Linked DNA regions of Macaca mulatta: region 2 is linked to region 1. Evidence: chromatin contacts called from public Hi-C data. All regions are on one chromosome and are shown on one strand. The core of a region is the stretch at or near the end of the contact, and the rest is flanking DNA. Distances in the headings are between cores, read along the strand shown. Region 1 holds the start of SART1 (spliceosome associated factor 1, recruiter of U4/U6.U5 tri-snRNP). Region 2 holds the start of FIBP (FGF1 intracellular binding protein).

The links. Hi-C and Micro-C count contacts between places; a contact is called where the count stands out from the background.
Region 2: a Hi-C map of liver shows a contact between it and region 1, with 3 times the contacts expected there. The contact joins the promoter of FIBP here to the promoter of SART1 in region 1. A contact is called at or near these places in 3 of 14 Hi-C or Micro-C datasets (CD4 T cells, fetal cortex germinal zone and liver).

Annotation. Positions count from the first base shown.
Region 1 is chr14:8,456,287-8,461,089 of T2T-MMU8v2.0, reverse strand. It overlaps SART1 (spliceosome associated factor 1, recruiter of U4/U6.U5 tri-snRNP), which reads left to right and starts at 2,606. Exons shown (of 20, transcript XM_015113661.3): 1 at 2,606-2,965; 2 at 4,692-4,749. The coding sequence starts at 2,653. TSGA10IP (testis specific 10 interacting protein) reads left to right here. Exons shown (of 7, transcript XM_077962379.1): 6 at 33-157; 7 at 657-806. The coding sequence ends at 780.
Region 2 is chr14:8,534,495-8,539,297 of T2T-MMU8v2.0, reverse strand. It overlaps FIBP (FGF1 intracellular binding protein), which reads right to left and starts at 2,571. Exons shown (of 10, transcript XM_077962413.1): 1 at 2,403-2,571; 2 at 2,003-2,201; 3 at 1,668-1,794; 4 at 82-182. The coding sequence starts at 2,487.

The sequences.
Region 1 (4,803 bases), core at 1,357-3,856:
GCAGAGCGAGAAGCCCTCTTCTCTCTCCTCAGGCCAATGCCCGGCTCACTGTCACTCGGCGCTTCTCCCAGGTGCTGTCAGCACTGGGGCTGGATGAAGAGCAGCTGCTGTCCGAGGCAGGAAAGGTGGACAGAGAAGGCACCCCCAGGAAACCCAGGTGAGTCTCCCCAGCAGGTCAAGAACTGGCCCTGCCATGCTGCTGTGGGAAGGGCGCCCACACCAGCACTCTGGGCTCTGGAGGGCCTCCCCCAGGACTGGCAGAGAGCCCGAGGAAGGCAAGGCCAGGGTTGTCATTCCTACTTCTCAACGAGGAAACTAAGGACCTGAGGGGCAGGGCCATGTTTAAGGACACAGGAGCGAACAAGCAGCAGAGCCAGTCTGGGACTCTGCAACCACATGAGCAGCCACACACCAAGCTCTCATTAGGGGCTGGCACCACCACGCTGGTCACCCCATGTCTTAGAATAACCTGGTACAGAGCAGGGATTATGAGGCCCACTTGGCAATAAGGAAAGTGAGACTCGAGAAGAGTCACTTTGCTCAGGATCACACAGCAAGCCAGTACAGGAGCAGGGTTTGAAGCCACATTGTCAGTGGTTTCCTTGGGCATGGGGGTGAGAACTGCAGAGCCAGGGGCCTCTATCTGTGTCTTGAAGGAGCCACAGGTCAATGGGGGTGAGAATGGAGCACTCTCCTCAGAGGCCCCCAAGGACAGAACCCACCGGCAGCCAGCCTGACAGGCACTACAAGCCCAGCCTGGACCCGGAGTGCAGTTTCTGAGATAAAATTAAAGGCTTTATGGTAAACACAGTGTGGGATTTCTGCTGGTGGGGGTGGTGGAGGCTACGGGTTGGAAGTGGGAGGTGGCAGGTGGGCGGGCAGCTCTGTCCCCGCACTCCCTCCCCTCCAGGAGCTCTGGCTCTTTTGGTTCCCTCCACCCAGCACACACAGCCCCTTCTCTGCTCCTGAGGAGTGGGGACATCTCAAAGAGCAAGAGCTGTAACTTCTCCACCCCATCTTCAATGTATATGTTGGGTCCTATAAATTCAAGCGTCAATAAGACGGAATGACTCCTGCCTCTGAGGATGCCCAGTGAGTGGGAGAGGGCGTGGGCCCTTAAACGGGTGCATACATATCCCAACCCACGCTCACATCCCAACACACGCTTATATCCTAACACATACTCATATCCCAACACACGCTCACATCCTAACACATGTTGAGTTGTGCAAGGCAGGGAGCCACAGACTGAGCAACCCTTGGGTGAGGGGAGGGGTTTCAGGACCGATTGGGATTGTGCGCACTGGGCTTTTTTTTTTTTTTTTTTTTTTTTTTTGAGACGGAGTCTCGCTCTGCTGCCCAGGCTGGAGTGCAGTGGCGTGATCTCGGCTCACTGCAAGCTCCGCCTCCCGGGTTCACACCATTCTCCTGCCTCAGCCTCCTGAGTACCTGGGACTACAGGCGCGCGCCACCACACCCAGCTAATTTTTGTATTTTTAGTAGAGACGGGGTTTTACCATATTGGCCAGGATGGTCTCGATCTCTTGACCTTGTGATTCGCCTGCCTCGGCCTCCCAAAGTGCTAGGATTACAGGCGTGAGCCACCGCGCCCGGCCTGCACTGGGGTTTTAAGTCCCAGTAGTTTTTTTTAGGGCTCCTCTCCTCAAGAAAAAAACTCATACACACAGATGTGCCACATTTTGCATTCAATTTCAGGGGTTCCAAGGATACACTGACGCTCATGTGGCGCTCCTTCAGTCTTAACAGTTCACGGGGCGCGGGTTTAAAAAATCCAATCCAGGGCTGGGCGCAGGGGCGCATGCCTGTAATCTCAGCATTTCGGGAGGCCAAGGCGGGTGGATAGCCTGGCTTCAGGAGTTCGAGACACCCCCCGCCCATCTACAAAAAAATACAAAAATTAAAGGGGCGTGGTAGCGTTCATTCGTAGTAGTCCCAGCTAGTGGGAAGGCTGAGGGGGTAGGATCACTTGAGCGCGGGAGGTCGAGGCTGCAGTGCGCCGTGATCGCGCCACTGCACTCCAGCCTGAGCAACAGAGTGAGATCCTATCTCAAGGGAAAAAAACAAAACAAAAAAACCAGGGAACGTGGGAAGGAAGCGTTCCCTAACGATACTAGTTATAGCGGGTCGGAAACTGGGCTATGGAATTTGAGATAACGGGAAAACAACACCCGTTGAAGCCACGACCCTAGGAGTCCACTAAGCGAGCGCCCATTGTAGGAGGGAGGTGTCTACGGAAAGGCCGTGAGGTAGTGAACACCCCGTTGTCGGTGAAGTGCAAGCGCAGGGATGCCGGGGAGGAACTTCCAGCCACGAAGACACTGGCTTAATGCCCTCTAAGTCCTTCCAGTTCTGGGATCCCATCTCCGGGTTAATTCCGCTTCCCTTGAGTAGCGAATGCACAACGGGACCACTGGCTCAAAGAACCCACCCGACCCGCGACGGCGCGAATGTGCAGTGGAGCAGTGATCCCGGTCTTCCCATGAGCCTCTGGGGCCGGCTCCAGGGCGAGCGACGGAAGCAGCCGCTCTTAGTTTCCGGCAACACGACAGCGGCTGCCGAGCGACCCGGAAGTATTCCCATTTTGCGTTGTCTGGGCTCGGCGGTAGCCGGGCTTGGAGTGGACGTGCCACTATGGGGTCGTCCAAGAAGCACCGCGGAGAGAAGGAGGCGACCGGGACGACGGCGGCGGCCGGCACCGGGGGCGCCACCGAGCAGCCGCCGCGGCACCGGGAACACAAAAAACACAAGCACCGGAGTGGCGGCAGTGGCGGTAGCGGTGGCGAACGACGGAAGCGGAGCCGGGAACGTGGGGGCGAGCGCGGGAGCGGGCGGCGCGGGGCCGAAGCTGAGGCCCGGAGCAGCACGCACGGGCGGGAGCGCAGCCAGGCAGAGCCCTCGGAGCGGCGTGTGAAGCGGGAGAAACGCGATGACGGCTATGAGGCCGGTGAGGAGGCGGGGCCTGCGCAGGGGGCGGGTCGGGCAGGGGTCCCAGAACGTGCGGGTCTGGGTGTGCGCACAGTGTCAGCAAAGCTCTCCGGATCGGGAAACCCCCAGACTGTCTATATCAACTCTTATTAAATAGTCTTTCTACGGGATCCCATGAGCCCAGGAGTTAGAGGCTGCAGTGTGCTGCGATCCCGCCAGTGCACTGCAGCCTGGGCAACAAAGCGAGACTCTGTCTCAAAAAAGCTTTTCTACGATTGTTTGGGATTAGAGGTAGACTGTCTCCACCTGGCTCCTTGAGGATAGAGAGCTTCCGTTTTTCTCAGTTGTCTGGTACAGTCACAGATTCTCAATAAATGTGTTGAATGAATGAATGAAGTAGTGTCAGCATATGCAGAGACAAGAAAAACCTGGTATTTGACGAATCGTATTGGACGAATCGTGTAGGGCTCCTGGTAGAGAAATGAAGGAGTAAGATAGGCAGGGATGTGAACGCAAAGGATCCTGTACTGTAGGCTCTGTTAAGAAATGTAGATTGTCTTGACAAGGTAGTAGGGAGCCTTGGCTGTGAGTTGAGGAGTGAGTTGCTCAGATCCGTATTTTGTAAACATTACTGGATTGAGAACTTAGTCAAAGGTAGTCAGGATTGGAGACCAGGAAATCAGGAGGGCTACAGACCAGGTGAGGGCTGATGGTGGCCTGCACCAAGGCAGCAGCAGTGGAGTGGAGAGAAGTGGACAGGTTGGAGAGGTGTTTTAGAGGAGGAATGAACAGAACTCAGTACTTGTATGAGGGTGGGAAGGAGAAGGAATTGAGGATGACTCCTTGAATTTTGGCTTGAGCAGCCAGATAGGTAGTGGGTGTCATTTCTACTGAAATTGAGGAGTAGGGAAGAGAAGGAGATTTGGAGCAGGGTGGGGGAAGATAATTCACTTTTGGGGTTGTCAAGGTTTATGTGCATAGGGAAATCCAGAGTTTGGACTGGATAAAGCCATTGGGAGTCAGTATCTGGGTGGCCAGTGAAGCCCGCGAAAGAATGCGACATGAGAAGCCGGGGTCAGGAATAGAACCTGAGAAATGCCCTTATGTTAGTAGTAGGCAGAGAAAGATGTTACCAAAAAAAGGAGATAGAGTAACCAAAGAGGCAGGAAAACCTTTGTGTCATGGGAACTTTGGAAATAGAGTATTGTTAGAAGGAGGGAGTGATCAGCAGTCCCATATACCACAGGAGATCAAGGAAAACCAGAACTGAAAAGAACCCGTTAGATTAGAAATGAAGGAGACTGGTGACTTTGGGGAGCCTGGAGAGATTGGGATCCAGGGCCCAGGTGGAGAGTGGAGCCTTTAAGATACAGGATGGGAATGCAGGAAAGGAAGAGGTGTTTTTTTTTTTTTTTTGAGACAAAGTCTTGCTCCATCTCTTTAAGAGACCTTGTCTCTTAAAAAAAAAAAATGAAAGAAAAAAGGAGAGGGCAGAATGGTGACTGTAGCAGTTTGGATCTCTTGGGTCAGGATAGGAAGGTGCGCAGAAGAGGCAGGGCTCTGAGACTGGACTCGGGCAGAGGAGCTGCTGGGGAGCTTGGGTGGAAGAAGCTGCTGTTTTCTGGTGTTTCATCAGGCCCAGGTGCTGGTGAGGGGCCCTCATCTTTGATCCTGCAGTTGGAGGCACTGATGCTGGCTTGTTGGCCCTATGTTCAGCTCCTGAGCCATGCTTCTTCTTCTTCCAGCTGCCAGCTCCAAAACTAGCTCAGGCGATGCCTCCTCACTCAGCATTGAGGAGACCAAGTGAGTACTGTCTCCCTTGTTTCCACTTTGTTTTTCTAAGATAGGTGGCTCTGG
Region 2 (4,803 bases), core at 1,322-3,821, 78 kb before region 1:
AATGGTTGGGGTAGGGAAGGTGGACAAGCCTCAGGGCCCAGGGAAGTAGTGTGCAGGATGGGGAGGTGGCTAGCTCCTCACCTGGCCAACCGGTCAGAGAGGAGAAAGTGTTGCTGAATATTGTCCACCAGGGAGCCCCGCATTTCCTCTACCACCTTGAAGACTCGCTTAAAGTTGTCAAACTGCAGGGCAGTTAGGGTAGATAGAAGAGAGGACTGGTCAGAGTGTCCACCATGTCGCTCACCCAATAAACCACTTACTGAACATCCCTCCCTTCCCCATCCACCTATCCAGTCGGCAAGTGCTGATTTAGCATCTGTTATTCCTTCAACCAACTATTGGTTATTAGTACTTGTTATCAACTCAAATGCTTAGCAGCTCCTGCCGTATCTTGCCTTGGATAAATGTTTACTCAATCTTATCTCTAAATCCAACCCCATTTTAGCACCATGCTCTCCAGATCTTCACAAGTTTGAGTTGGAACAGACTTTCCTGGCTAAGCCCCAGGAACTAAAAAATAAAAAACAAATGCTAAGTTATAAACAGAAAGCTCACAGGAGATACAAAAGAAAGGCATCAAAGGCCCAGAAGGGTTACTTCTTCCTGGCGTACCAAAAAGGCTTGTGGAGAAGGTGGCATCTCATCTCCTGTCTTGGATTTCAAGATGTAGATATTGCCAAGAACAGTACCCTCCAGGTAGAGCAACATGAGTAAAGGAAAGCCTGGGGGCTGGAGAAATGTAAGCCTAGAGAGAGAGGTCTGCAGGGACGAGATCACAGGACAGTCTATAGGTCAAAGCCAAGAAGTGCAGCTGCTACCCAGGACGCAGTGGGAGCCCAAAGTCAGATCTGGGCTTCTGAAAGGTCACTCTGGCCACACAGTACAGGATAGCTTGGAAGGAGCAACAGGGAGCCAGGCACAGTGGCTCACGCCTGTAATCCCAGCATTTTGCGAGGCCAAGGCAGATGATCACTTGAGGCCAGGAGTTCAAGACAAGCCTGGCCAACATGGTGAAACCCCGTCTTTACTAACAATACAAAAATTAGGTGGGTGTGGTGGTAGACGCCTGTAATCTCAGCTACTGCAGAGGCTGAGGCACAAGAATCGCCTGAACCCAGTAGGCGGAGGTTGCAGTGAGCCGAGATCACACCACTGCACTCCAGCCTGGGGCACAGAGCAAGACTCTGTCTCAAAAAGGAAAAAAAGGCCGGGAGCGGTGGCTCACGCCTGTAATCCCAGCACTTTGGGAGGCCGAGACGGGCGGATCACGAGGTCAGGAGATCGAGACCATCCTGGCTAACACAGTGAAACCCCATCTCTACTAAAAAAATACAAAAAACTAGCCGGGTGAGGTGGCGGGCGCCTGTAGTCCCAGCTACTCGGGAGGCTGAGGCAGGAGCATGGCGTAAACCCGGGAGGCGGAGCTTGCAGTGAGCTGAGATCCGGCCACTGCACTCACTCCAGCCTGGGCGACAGAGCGAGACTCCGTCTCAAAAAAAAAAAAAAAAAAAAAAAAAAGGAAAAAAAAAAAGGGGGGGAAAGGGGAAGGGAGGAGAAGACTAGGTATGAAGCTGCTGCCACAGTCAGAGGCTGGAGCTGGGGCAGTGGTCAAAGGGAGGGAGTGAAGTGCAAATGGGATGCTGTGTCTGTGTGGGTGCAGTGCCCACCTGTCTCCGGCAGCTCTTGAGGGTGATGCCTGTTTTGGTGCTGATGTCATCCAGGTCTTTCTTGGTGCCTTTGGACAGCTTCTTGCCCAGCACCTCCCGAACAAAGGCCTCATCAAAGGCATAGTACCTTGTGGAGTCAGACAACACCATTGACCCCCCCATAAAAAAGAGGAAAGGGGGCCTGGCGGGGCCTGGCAGGGCCTGGGTCTGACCCCTTCTGCTCTCAACTTTCTGATGGCTGGGTAAGTCCCATCCCTCCCTGGGCCTGTTTCAGCTGGGAAAATGGGTATACAGTCAGACTGGTTGATGTCTCCACCATCCCACAGGGTGAGCACCTCTCGATGAGTAGTGCCTGCCGGGAGGGCGGAATCTGGAAGATGAGCTGGTGCAGTAGCTTGGGTGGTGCGTGCAGCAGCCGCTCGAGCATGTGGAAGGTGCGGTAATGGTCCATGGTGTCGCTCTGCAGCACCGCTGCCGTGGCGCCCGTCTGCTCCAGGATTCCCGAGCGCACCCGCAGGGCCACCGCGTCGGTCACTGGAAAGTGGGTGCTAGCATCAGGTCCCGCCCCGCCGACGCCAGAAGCCCTTAAGGGATTCCATCCCCGATCCCTATAACACCCCTTATTCCCAGGCGCTCGCCCACTTCCCTAAAGGATGACCAAGTCCTAGCCCCGCCCCCTCTCCCATTCAAAACAACCGCTCCGCTGACGGGCTTCCCCACACGCCCCTGACGGACCCGAGTAACCATCGAGCCAGAGGCGATACACGTCCTCGTCGATAAGGGTAGTGTTCCCCACGAAGATGTCCAGCTCGCTGGTCATGGCGACGCCCGGGGCCGCAGCGGCCCGAGCAGGAGGGAGCACCGCTCGGGCCGGGCGCGCCGCCTCCAGGCCACTTCCGGGAGTGCCGAGATTCCGCTCCCGGCATCCGGACCCAGCATAGGACCACTTCCGGGACACAGCCAGTGGTGGCGGGGACGGGGCGGGAGCGGCGAGGGAAGAGAGGGGGAGGACTACGCGGAGGAGCAACGCTTCCTCCGGCCGGGAGGGGGAGTCCCAGGCTCCTGCGTCCTGTCTCCCCGCGGCGGTCTGCAGGAGCTCGAAGGGAGTTCCTCCTTTCGTCTCCACGGTCCCCGCAACCTCTCCCCTCACTTCCTCCTGGCTTTTCTCCCACCTTCTCTGCCCTCTTCGGGACCTCCTAAGTTTGACCTGTATCCTAAACTTAGGGGGTTTCACAGGGCTCTGTACTAAATCTCTTCTCCGCAAAAATGGGGTATGCCCCGACTTCCTCGGGCTCTTGCTGGAGACCCCTTTGTCCATCCTGCGCATAAGCACCTCTCCTGGGCCTGGGGCGCCTGCTTCCACCTTGGTTTTAACCACACCCCCATCCCCACGAGCTACTGACGTCTCTAATTCTGCCTTTCTGAGCTCTGCCTGGAAGTTCACATCCGGAGGGGCCGCCTATTGGCCAAGTCTGTCCACACTCTTCCTGTAAGCCCTTCAAAAGCTCAACATATTCTAGACAGACCTCTCGCTCTCCCCATTTGTTTCTTTCCTGCGTCGCTATCTCAGTGATAACCCTAACATCCACCAGTTCTCTCTCTCTTTTTTTTTTTTTTTTTGAGACGGAGTCTCGCTCTGTCGCCCAGGCTGGAGTGCAGTGACTGGATCTCAGCTCACTGCAAGCTCCGCCTACCGGGTTCACGCCATTCTCCTTGCCTCATCCTCCGGAGTAGCTGGGACTACAGGCGCCCGCCACCTCCCCCGGCTAGTTTTTTGTATTTTTTAGTAGAGACGGGGTTTCACCGTGTTAGCCAGGATGCTCTCGATCTCCTGACCTCGTGATCCGCCCGTCTCGGCCTCCTAAAGTGCTGGGATTACAGGCTTGAGCCACCGCGCCCGGCCCATCCACCAGTTTTCATACGAGAAACCTGGGCGTTCTCCCAGACTCCTCTCTCCCCACGTTCAGTTCGGCTGATTTGCCTCCCGAATATTTCTAGTATCTGTTTGTCCTCTCCACCCCCACTGACGCTGCCCCAGCCGTTTTTCTGCTTAGCTCTCCTTGCTCCTTGCACAGTTACCAATCTCCCTGTTTATGTCCCCTCCCCGCAGGGTTCGGCCCACACAGGGTTCGGCCCAATCTTTTTTAAATACTTTTTTTTTTTTTTTTTTTTTTTAGACAGAGCCTTCTCGCTCTGTCGCCCAGGCTGGAGTGCAGTGGCGCGATCTCGGCTCACTGCAACCTCCGCCTTCTCGGTTCAAGCAATTCTCTGCCTCAGCCTATGGAGTAGCTGGGATTACAGGCTCCTCCCACCACGCCCGGCTAATTTTTGTATTTTTAGTAGAAACGGGGTTTCACCATCTTGGCCAGTTAAATGCATATATATATGTGTGTGTGTGTGTGTATATATATATATATATTTTTTTTTTTGGTTTTTTTTTGAGACGGAGTCTAGCTCTGTCGCCCAGGCTGGAGTGCAGTGGCGCGATCTCAGCTCACTGCAAGCTCCGCCTCCTGGGTTCACGCCATTCTCCTGCCTCAGCCTCCCCAGTAGCTGGGACTACAGGCGCCCGCCACCAAGCCCAGCTAATTTCTTTTTTGTATTTTTAGTAAAGATGGGGTTTCACTGTGTTAGCCAGGATGGTCTCGATCTTCTGACCTCGTGATCCGCCCGCCTCGGCTTCCCAAAGTGCTGGGATTACAGGCGTGAGCCACCGCGCCCGGCCAAATGCACATCTTAGAATGTTACTCCCTTGCTTAACATCCTTACAAATGTTACTCCCTTGCTTAACATCCTTACTGGCCTTTGGAAATGCTCCAACCTAGTACTGGAAGTTCTTAAGAATCTGGCTTTTACCTACCCTTGAAGCCTCTCTGTCTCTCTCGCGTTTTCTGGACACATCTGCTTTTCAAAAACCATCAAGCTATCCTCATTGTTCCTAAAGCAGCTAAGCTCTTTCGGGCACCAGTGTCTTTCACCTTGTTATTCTCTCTCCCTGAAATAGCTCTTTACTGGGCAAAGTCCTATGGATCTACCAGAGCCTCTTGGATAGCATCCCTTTTGGGAATCCTCTTAAGGACCCTCAGACCATACTTCTCCCCGATTTGTTTCTTGTTTAACACAGCTTGTCTTCCCG